3 separate regions of the Sus scrofa genome follow, and all the other regions are linked to region 3. The links are chromatin contacts, called in public HiChIP or PLAC-seq maps. All regions are on one chromosome and are shown on one strand. The core of a region is the stretch at or near the end of the contact, and the rest is flanking DNA. Distances in the headings are between cores, read along the strand shown.

Region 1 (2,707 bases), core at 149-2,648, 130 kb after region 3:
TGAGGGGAGTTCCCGTCGTGGCGCAGTGGTTAACGAATCCGACTAGGAACCATGAGGTTGCGGGTTTGGTCCCTGCCCTTGCTCAGTGGGTTAACGATCCGGCGTTGCCGTGAGCTGTGGTGTAGGTTGCAGACACGGCTCGGATCCAGCGTTGCTGTGGCTCTGGCGTAGGCCAGTGGCTACAGCTCCAATTCGACCCCTAGCCTGGGAACCTCCATATGCCGCGGGAGCGGCCCAAAGAAATAGCAAAAAGACAAAAAAAAAATAATAATAAATAAAATAAAAAAAAAAAATAAAATGTCTAAGTGAATTAGTTTTGGAAATGATTTCACAGGTTTGGCTCCAGGCATTGCAGTTTCATGCTTACACGTGCACCTGCTCTCTCCCCTTTTTTATTTTATTTGTTGTTCTTTGGCTTTTGTTGCTTCTCTATTTCATTTTTACAAGTATGTAGCCTTGACCCGGTGTAGCTGGCAATGCATATATTTCTCTTCCTTGACCTTGTATTTTAATGTATTAGCTGTTCAGCCTTGCTGTTGCGTGATGTAACAGTGTTGGTCTTATTTGTAGGAAATGTCACACACACACACACCCCTACCCCACCCCGCAAGTTAAGTCTGGACAATGCACCCCAGAGGCTGCTCGGGAAGGAAGCCTTTTCTGAGGCAGAGACTTGCAGAAATAGTCACTGTTCTGTTTCCCTGGGGTCTCTATCCCCACGGTCTGCTGAACTTAACTCAGTTTAAAGCGGCAAACCTTTTCCTTGGAGGTATTTCCGTAAAACAGCTGAATCCCCCCCTGGGTCATCAGTGGCGAAAGTCAGACACGTGCTCACCCGCCTGGGAGCCAATAGTAACTTTTACAAACGCTGCCTCAGGAAACCCACAGTTCGGAGGCTGCTTCTTTCGGACATAGTGAAAAATAAAGACTTAACAGAACAAAACAAAAACAGACGGGATAGCGAGGAAATCTTTCCCCCTCGGCAGTGGGCAGAGATGTTAAAGGAGCTCCAAAAGGAGTGCGGGGGAACTATCGTAAAATTCCTTTACGGTTCTGCGGGCAGAAGGGCCGGGGAGAAAGGGGGTGGAGATGGCTCTGGCGAGTCTCTGGCCCTTTAAGGAGGAGGGAATAGCCGTAAGACTCTGTACCTTTAAGAGTCTCTTTGTCTGGAAACCTCCTTATTTACCCTCCTGTGCTTCAACCAAACTTCGACCCGCGATTCACAACGCTTCTCTACGCCGCCGCCCCTTACGCCGGGCTCAAATCGGCGGCGCGTCGGTGGCTAACCCTAAACTCGGCCGCCCCGGCGCGAACCCTCGGAGAGGATGTCTGTGCCGAGTCGGGGCCCAGCGCTGCGCCGTTGGCGCAATGCGGGGCCCGGGGGGCGGGGCTCCAGCGGGCGGGCCAATGGGCGGGCAGGGGGCGGGGCCATGTTCGGTTGTCTCGCGCCCTGGTGACAGCTCGCGCGTGCTGATGATGGCGGTAAATAGAGGGGGGGGTCGGGGGAGGGGGCGGAGGAGGGGGGCGGCTGCGAAGCGGGTAGCTCCAGGGGGTGGGGGGGCCGGGGGCCGGGGAGGACGCGACGGCCGGGGAGCCCATTCTGAGACTCAGAGGCGGGGACAGGAGTCTCCAGCACACGGGCCCTCCCCTTTAAAGAAGCAAAATCCTCACACACCGGGTGAGGGGCGACAAAGGCGGCGCGCGCCTCGCGGGCGGGAGGAGCGGCGGCAGGGGGCGGGACCGCGGCGCCGGCGGGCTGGGGGCGCCCGGGGCGGGGTCCGGCGGGGGGCCAGAGCCGGCAGTCCCGGCGCGCCAGCCCTTTATTTTGGCGGGGTGGGCGACCACTGGGTTTGGGGTAAAAGCCTTGAGGGGAGAAGGGAAGGAAGGTTTGAGGGCGGTTGGGGGGAACGGGTCTGAGCTTGAGATGAGGAGGATTAAGGGGAGAAAAGGTTAGAAGGCAGGGAGAGGAGGAGTGAGAAAAAGCCAGCTAGGGAGGTAGGAAGCAGGCAAAACCCAGGGTGGGTGATAAGGAAGCCGGGCAGGGAATAGGTTAGGAAGACCAGCCTGGGAAGAGGGATCCACGGGTTCGGTGTGAGAGCACGGGTTTGGAGGGGTAAGCTTGGTAGGGGCTCGTAGTGGGGTGAGGGATACTGGGGTAAGAGTTGGAAGTGGAAGGCAAGGAGGGGCAGAGCTGGGGTAGTAGTTGAGAGTAGAGGAGGGAGAGTGATTAAGAGCCAGACGTGACAAGGGTGTGAACTAGTGCAGAGCGAGATGAGCTGAAGGACTGGGACCGGCGGTGGGTGGGAACTGCAAGGTTCTGAGAAAGGTATGGGTTAGTGGGTGGGCGGTGGGTGGAAATTGTTGAAAGTGAGCGAGGGCGAATGAGACACTGGACTAGTACCAGGTGGAGTTAAGAATAAGTGCGGTAGAAGTGGAAGGGTGAAAGGAAATAGAGCTGAGAGATGGGGCGTTCGTAGGACAATTCGGGGACCGGAAAAGCTGAAAGGAGAGAGTGAGGGTGTGAGACGAGATGGCGATCTGGGACAAGGTAACTGGGGAATTGTGTTAATTGACGAGGTTCCGAAAAATCCAAGGTGCAGACAGTGAGGTGTAGAGACGAGGCTAAAAGCAGACGGTGAGGAGATGGAGATGGACCCCAGGATTTAAAGGATGAGATGGGGAGTGAGGGAAGAGGGTTGAGAGAGGC
Region 2 (2,700 bases), core at 72-2,571, 210 kb after region 3:
ATGGCTGATATAAATTATATCTTCTCCCAGCCTACAGGATGCCTAAAACAAGTGGAACAGTGGTTAGTGCTTACCTTTATGGCTAAACCCCTGGCTGAGGTGCCATCAGGTCAATGTCACTCAAATTCCTGGCCAGCCAAACGCCTGCAGCAAAGAGCCCCAAATTGAGGATCAAGTTCCTGGAAAGAGAATGCATTCCATGGAATTCCCGTCGTAGCTCAGAGGAAACGAATCTGACTCGTAACCGTGAAGACACAGGTTCAATCTCTGGCCTCGCTCAGTGGGTTAAGGATCCGGCTTTGCCGTGAGCTGTAGTGTCGGCGGCAGACGCAGCTCGGATCCTGCACCGCTGTGGCTGTGGTGTAGGCCAGCGGCTACAGCTCCATTTCGACCCCTAGCCTGGAAACCTCCATATGCCGCAGATGCGGCACTTAAAAAAGAAAAAAAAAAAATGCATCCCATTAACCCTGTGGTCCCTGAGTCAAGTGTCTTCGGTTAATGAAAGACACTGAGGGAAAAGGCTTCCCATCATCACCCTAGAAAAACCTCCCCGAGGCAAAAACATTGCTTAAAATCGCAGAAGCGTTGATCATTCCGTAATAGGTTGCCCAAGACCCACGTGGTTATTTAGGGCGCGTTTCCATATCTAATAACAGCAGAGTCAAGTGCAAAGCAGCCTTTCAGGGTCGAAAAGCCTGTTTTACGTGTTGGTGTCTCCTCTCCCTGGGTCCCTGTGGTCAGGGTGAGAGTCTCTAGACAGAGCCCGCGACTGAAAAGAGCGCTCTGGCCGGGCGGAACTCTCCCAGTCAAAGGCCTCGGCAAAGCACACCCAGAGCCACGAAGAGATCAAGATGTTGGCAGTGTAAAAAATCGGGAGGGTCTAGCCTCGGCGAAGAAGGGACCCAGCTCCCGCGCCTCGGTTACCTCCGGAAGTCATTCCTATCGGTAGCAAAGCGGTAGACGCCCCGAAGCCAATCTCCCACGTTGTCTGGAATTTCGGGAGCTTCATTTGACGAGCCCGCAGGGTTCACGCCAACCCCAGTGGAAGTCATGGCAGCACCTCCGAACTCTGCGAGGCCTCTCTCTACCCACCGTGCCGGCGCCGGCGGATCACGCAATTTCCGGTCTTGCACTTCCGCCGGCTACCAGCAGGCAGAGGGCGCCGCTGCTGCAGCTCGACCCGACTCCGGGAGGGAGGGAGAACTCCAAGCTCTGCGGGAAGCGAAGCGCCGCCCAGCTCCAACCTCCCCTGGTCGGGTTCCACCTCCAGCTCCCTCTTGGCTTTCGCCCACCCGTCATCATCACTAGTGGTCTCTTGAGTGATCACTTCATTGGCTCAGGAGGAGGATGAGGGGGATGGGGCTGCCCAGCCTGTTGGGGTCGGATAGGGGCTCTCTTAGAGGGGATGCGTAGCTTTGGGGAATGGGGTTCCACAAGAGTCTCCACGAAAAGTGTGCGGGCTGAAAGGAAGCACTCCGAATTTATCATCTCGCCGCCTCTCCCAGCCACGGCCCTGATAACGTTCAGTCTAGGATTTTTATATTGGGGGGGGGAACCTCGCTCTCTTGCCCTACAGTTCACCCTCCCACCAGCCCCTCATTCTCCGGGTTGCGCTACTAGCAAATGGTGCAATGCTTCCTGGAGGTGTCGCTGTCCCCAGCTTGGAGACTTCTGGGGGTCTCCCAGGGCCGGGGAAGCCGCTGGCCTAAGAAAAATCCTTCGGGTTCCGATTCAGAGGAAGAGGAGCAGGTGGGGCAGGGAGCGTCCTCCTTGGGATCAAGAGGAGTCTCCAGGAGGCTCTGCTCTTGCCCTTTGGGTGCCTCCGCTTTGTTCCCAGCTTGACACTCCTGCTCCGGACTGGATCCAAGCATCTCCGTCTGGGTTTCCACACTAGAGTTGTCGCCAGTGGCGAGAAGGGCTGCCCGGGAGATGGACGCAGACTTCCGCAGGTAGCTGTCGGGGTCTTCACCTCTGCCGAGCTCCGCCTCTCCTGTGCCAGGCCGGGTCAGAAACACCCGCCTCAGAGCCTCTAGTCTTCTCTGCAGGATCCGGGCGGCCAGTCCCCGTCGGGGCCCAGCCTCCCGCCCCGCCCCTGGGCCGTGCGCGCCGCCGCCGCAAGTCCTCTCCCGGCTCCCGCCCCACCCCGCCTCCGCCCACCAGAGGGCAGCCGCGGCCCCAGCTCCGGAGCGAGTCCCGAGCCGCAGCCCCAACCGCGGCGCGGGGAGGGTTCGGGAGGCCCTTGGAGCGCTCCGGCCAGGGAGGCGCGGTGAGAGCTGCGGGCCCCGAGGCTCGGGTCTGGGGTGCGGTGGGGACGACGGGGGCGCTACTGGAGGGACGGGACGGCGTGGGACCGGGGTGAGGGTCCCAGCCCGGGAGAACGCCCCCCCTCAGCCCAGCCCAAGCCGCTGCCCCCTTCCCCTTTGATCTATCTGCTCCTTCTCCTCCCTTACCCAGGGACGCCCTGCCTTCCTGGGTTCCAGCCGGCCTCGAGCCGGCATCTGAATAGCGACTCTCAAAGCAGCTGGGGCAGCAGGGGTCACCCCCCGGCAGGGCATAAAGTCCCCCGCCCAAGGGCCCGGCGCAGTCCTGGCAGCAGAAGTGGTTCTCGTGCCAGCGCCGTCCTTCGGCCTCGGTGCAACGCCGGGAGAAGATCAGCTGGGAGAGGGAGAGGGGAACGGCTCATTCATTCATTCACTCATT
Region 3 (2,786 bases), core at 196-2,695:
TTTTTGCCTTTTCTAGGGCTGTTCCTGTGGCATATGGAGGTTCCCAGGCTAGGGGTCTAATCAGAGCTGTAGCCACCGGCCTACACCAGAGCCACAGCAACACGGGATCCAAGCCGCGTCTGCGACCTACACCACAGCTCACAGCAACGCCGGATCCTTAACCCACTGAGCAAGGCCAGGGATCGAACCCGAAACGTCATGGTTCCTAGTCAGATTCGTTAACCACTGCGTCACAAGGGGAACTCCACTAGGTTCTTCTTTTTCTTAAATCCTAATACTCTCTCAAGACAGAGCACAGATGTTTGGTTGACTCAGAAGGCCCCTTGTTTCCTGGTACTTACAGCTCTGCAGCATCTCTGTCAGTGTTTCCACAGATGCTTTCTCAGCGCTCTCAAACCCTGCCTCTGTTAACAGGGAGCTCACAACCACTTGCAGAGTTCGCCTCCGGGCCAGATGGTAGTTATCAGCAGGGTTAGTGGACTGTTTACTTCCTGATCTCTGTAAATCAGCAGCCCAGAAAGAGAATACTTTCATCCTCAGGACGAGGATGCAGTCATGTAGTTCACATATTGTCAATGGCAAACAAAGGTTCTTTTGCTAAATCTTTATGTATCAGTGTGGTAGCTCCTGATGTTTAGACTTACAGCTCTTCGCCAAATAACTGAGCACCCAAGTGGCTCTAAATTCGAAAACAGCCTTTCTGCCTAGGTAAAACTTATCAATTACAATAGTACAAAATGGCCGTTTCCTACTTTCTATTTTGGATTATCTGAATATATAGCTGAAGAAACATGCAGGATAGAATTGAATTCATTGGTCCATCTCCTAGAAAAAAAGTAATCTCTCTTTTGTCCCTCCCATCTCCACACCATTAACGAGGAAAATTAAAACAACAAACAACACATGCTGCTGAGTAGAGGAGGGCAAATGATAAGAACATCGACAAATTAAAAAGCTAAATATTTTGAAACAGGAATCCCTCCCAACTTTGGCGGGCCAATAAGAAGGCGAAAAGAGCCCCACTGGACCAATCAGGAGGTGTTCCGGGTTCCCAACCCCCAACAGAGAATGAGCCAATCAGTACACAGGTCCACCAACTCCCGAGGCCGCCGCCAAGTCTCGAGGAGGAGGAGGGGGGCATATACGGCCTGAAAGACCTTCCTCCACTCAGAGCATGTGGTGGGGCCCTATTTCTGGGTGTGAACATGTTGCCAAGGCTAGGGGGACATTACAGAATCCCCAGGCTCTCTGGGCTTCCGCCCCGCGCCTCCCGCCCTTACCGTTCCGGAGGCCCCGGCCCCGGCAGTGGCCGCCGCGTCGGCCATCTTGCTCTGGCGTAATGTGCGCGAGCGCACGGCAGGATGGGACTTGTAGTCACCCGGCGGGGAGGAACCGCGAGGGGGCGGGGCCGCGCGCCCCGTTGGGCTTTGTGGGGCCCAGCCGGGTCGGGGGTGAGTCTGGTTATCCCGGTTCACGTGACCTGTGAACGGTGGGTTCAGCGAGCCCCGGAAGTGGCTAGGAAAATGAGCCCTCGGTTTCACACCTATTTAAAAACGAAATCGTTTTTCATAAAAAGCACATCCCTGGAACGCTCCAAACTTGCCTGATTGTTAGCCACACCTGGCTAGGTCCGGCGGATCCCCGTGACTTTACTCTCTGGAGGAGGGGTCTTGGGCATCTGTATTCTTAAGTTCTCCAAGTGAGTCTCCTGAGCCTGGATATTTGGGGAAGCTTTGTTTTGTGCTGACGGACCCAGAGCCAGCCAATGGCCCACTTGGAACGAGAGCCAGCAGTCACGTAATCCAGGTGTGCCACTGCATCCGGCTGCCTTCTCGCCCTCAATTAACCCTCAGGTATTTTTGGGGCGAGCCGGGAGGCGTCGGCGGTAGGAGGCTGTCCGGTGCCTGCCTCACTCCCAGGCCGTGGAGTCTACGTAGTGCCTGTGGTTTTCTGCGGTTCACTCGCGGGTCAGCCCCTCTGGATGGGGGTCCTTCATGCACCGCGCCTCGTCTGTCTCCGTTTGCGGGTGCCCGGCAGCTCGCAGAGGCTGGGTTTGAATCTCAGCACTCGCCAGCTGTGGGACTTCGGGCAAATTACCTAACCTCACTTTGCCTCAGTTTCCTCTTTCGTGAAATTAGGGTGGGATGGGTAGCCGCGGGGGAGGGAATAAGCTAATATACACAGAGTTTATCACTGTGCAGACTGAGAGTAAGAGGTCAAGAAGCAGCGCCTAATGTTATTTATTTCTTGCGTGGCGAGTGGATGAGCAGAAAACGCTCACATGCAGAAGTCGGGGAAACCTGCGCCACGCCTGCCCCGCCGCGCGCACCTGAGCGTGGGGGGCGCCCGGTCCCCTCACCTGGGGCACAGGGGGCAGGTCTGACGGTCGGGGTCGCTGCGCGGGGTGAGCCACCCGGAGAAATCGGGCCCCAAACCTGAGTTGAGCAGAGCACCCAGCCCCTTTGTCTCCTCCGCCCCCCCTTCCCCACTTCCTGCCCAGCTTTAAACTCGGGATTGGCGGCGCGGCGCCGACTTTGTAAACACGCCGCGCCTGCGGCGGTGGAGACTGGTTCTGTTTGGGCGTCTGGGGGAGGGGTGCACGCCCCTCCCCGCGGCTGGAGGTGGCGACCCCCCACCTCGCCAAAGACAGAAACCAGAGGCGGCGGCGGGAGAGTGTCTGCGGCCACGGCCAGTGCTCCGGGGGGCTCACCTGCCGAGGAGGTAGGCTTGAAGGCTGGAGAAGCCAAGATAGATGGGTGTCAGCATCTCCCCGCTTCGCTGGGGCC

Evidence for each region. HiChIP or PLAC-seq counts read pairs in DNA pulled down with a chosen protein or histone mark.
Region 1: an H3K27ac HiChIP or PLAC-seq map of alveolar macrophages shows a contact between it and region 3. The contact joins the promoter of USP49 here to the promoter of TAF8 in region 3. A contact is called at or near these places in 1 of 5 promoter capture datasets (fetal liver) and 2 of 2 datasets of contacts at active chromatin or transcription factors (alveolar macrophages and skeletal muscle).
Region 2: an H3K27ac HiChIP or PLAC-seq map of alveolar macrophages shows a contact between it and region 3. The contact joins the promoter of TOMM6 here to the promoter of TAF8 in region 3. A contact is called at or near these places in 3 of 5 promoter capture datasets (fetal liver, fetal skeletal muscle and liver), 29 of 47 Hi-C or Micro-C datasets (alveolar macrophages, blood, brain and 15 more) and 2 of 2 datasets of contacts at active chromatin or transcription factors (alveolar macrophages and skeletal muscle).

The regions. Positions count from the first base shown.
Region 1 is chr7:37,052,718-37,055,424 of Sscrofa11.1, reverse strand. USP49 (ubiquitin carboxyl-terminal hydrolase 49) reads left to right here and starts at 1,398. Exons shown (of 8, transcript XM_021098683.1): 1 at 1,398-1,482.
Region 2 is chr7:36,975,099-36,977,798 of Sscrofa11.1, reverse strand. It overlaps TOMM6 (mitochondrial import receptor subunit TOM6 homolog), which reads right to left and starts at 1,321. Exons shown (of 1, transcript XM_013977927.1): 1 at 921-1,321. The coding sequence starts at 1,052. The coding sequence ends at 921. It overlaps PRICKLE4 (prickle-like protein 4), which reads right to left. Exons shown (of 8, transcript XM_021098686.1): 5 at 2,451-2,655; 6 at 925-1,990; 7 at 75-179. The coding sequence ends at 1,617.
Region 3 is chr7:37,181,098-37,183,883 of Sscrofa11.1, reverse strand. It overlaps TAF8 (transcription initiation factor TFIID subunit 8), which reads right to left and starts at 1,445. Exons shown (of 9, transcript XR_002345722.1): 1 at 1,281-1,445; 2 at 342-498. It also overlaps a transcript of CCND3 not described here.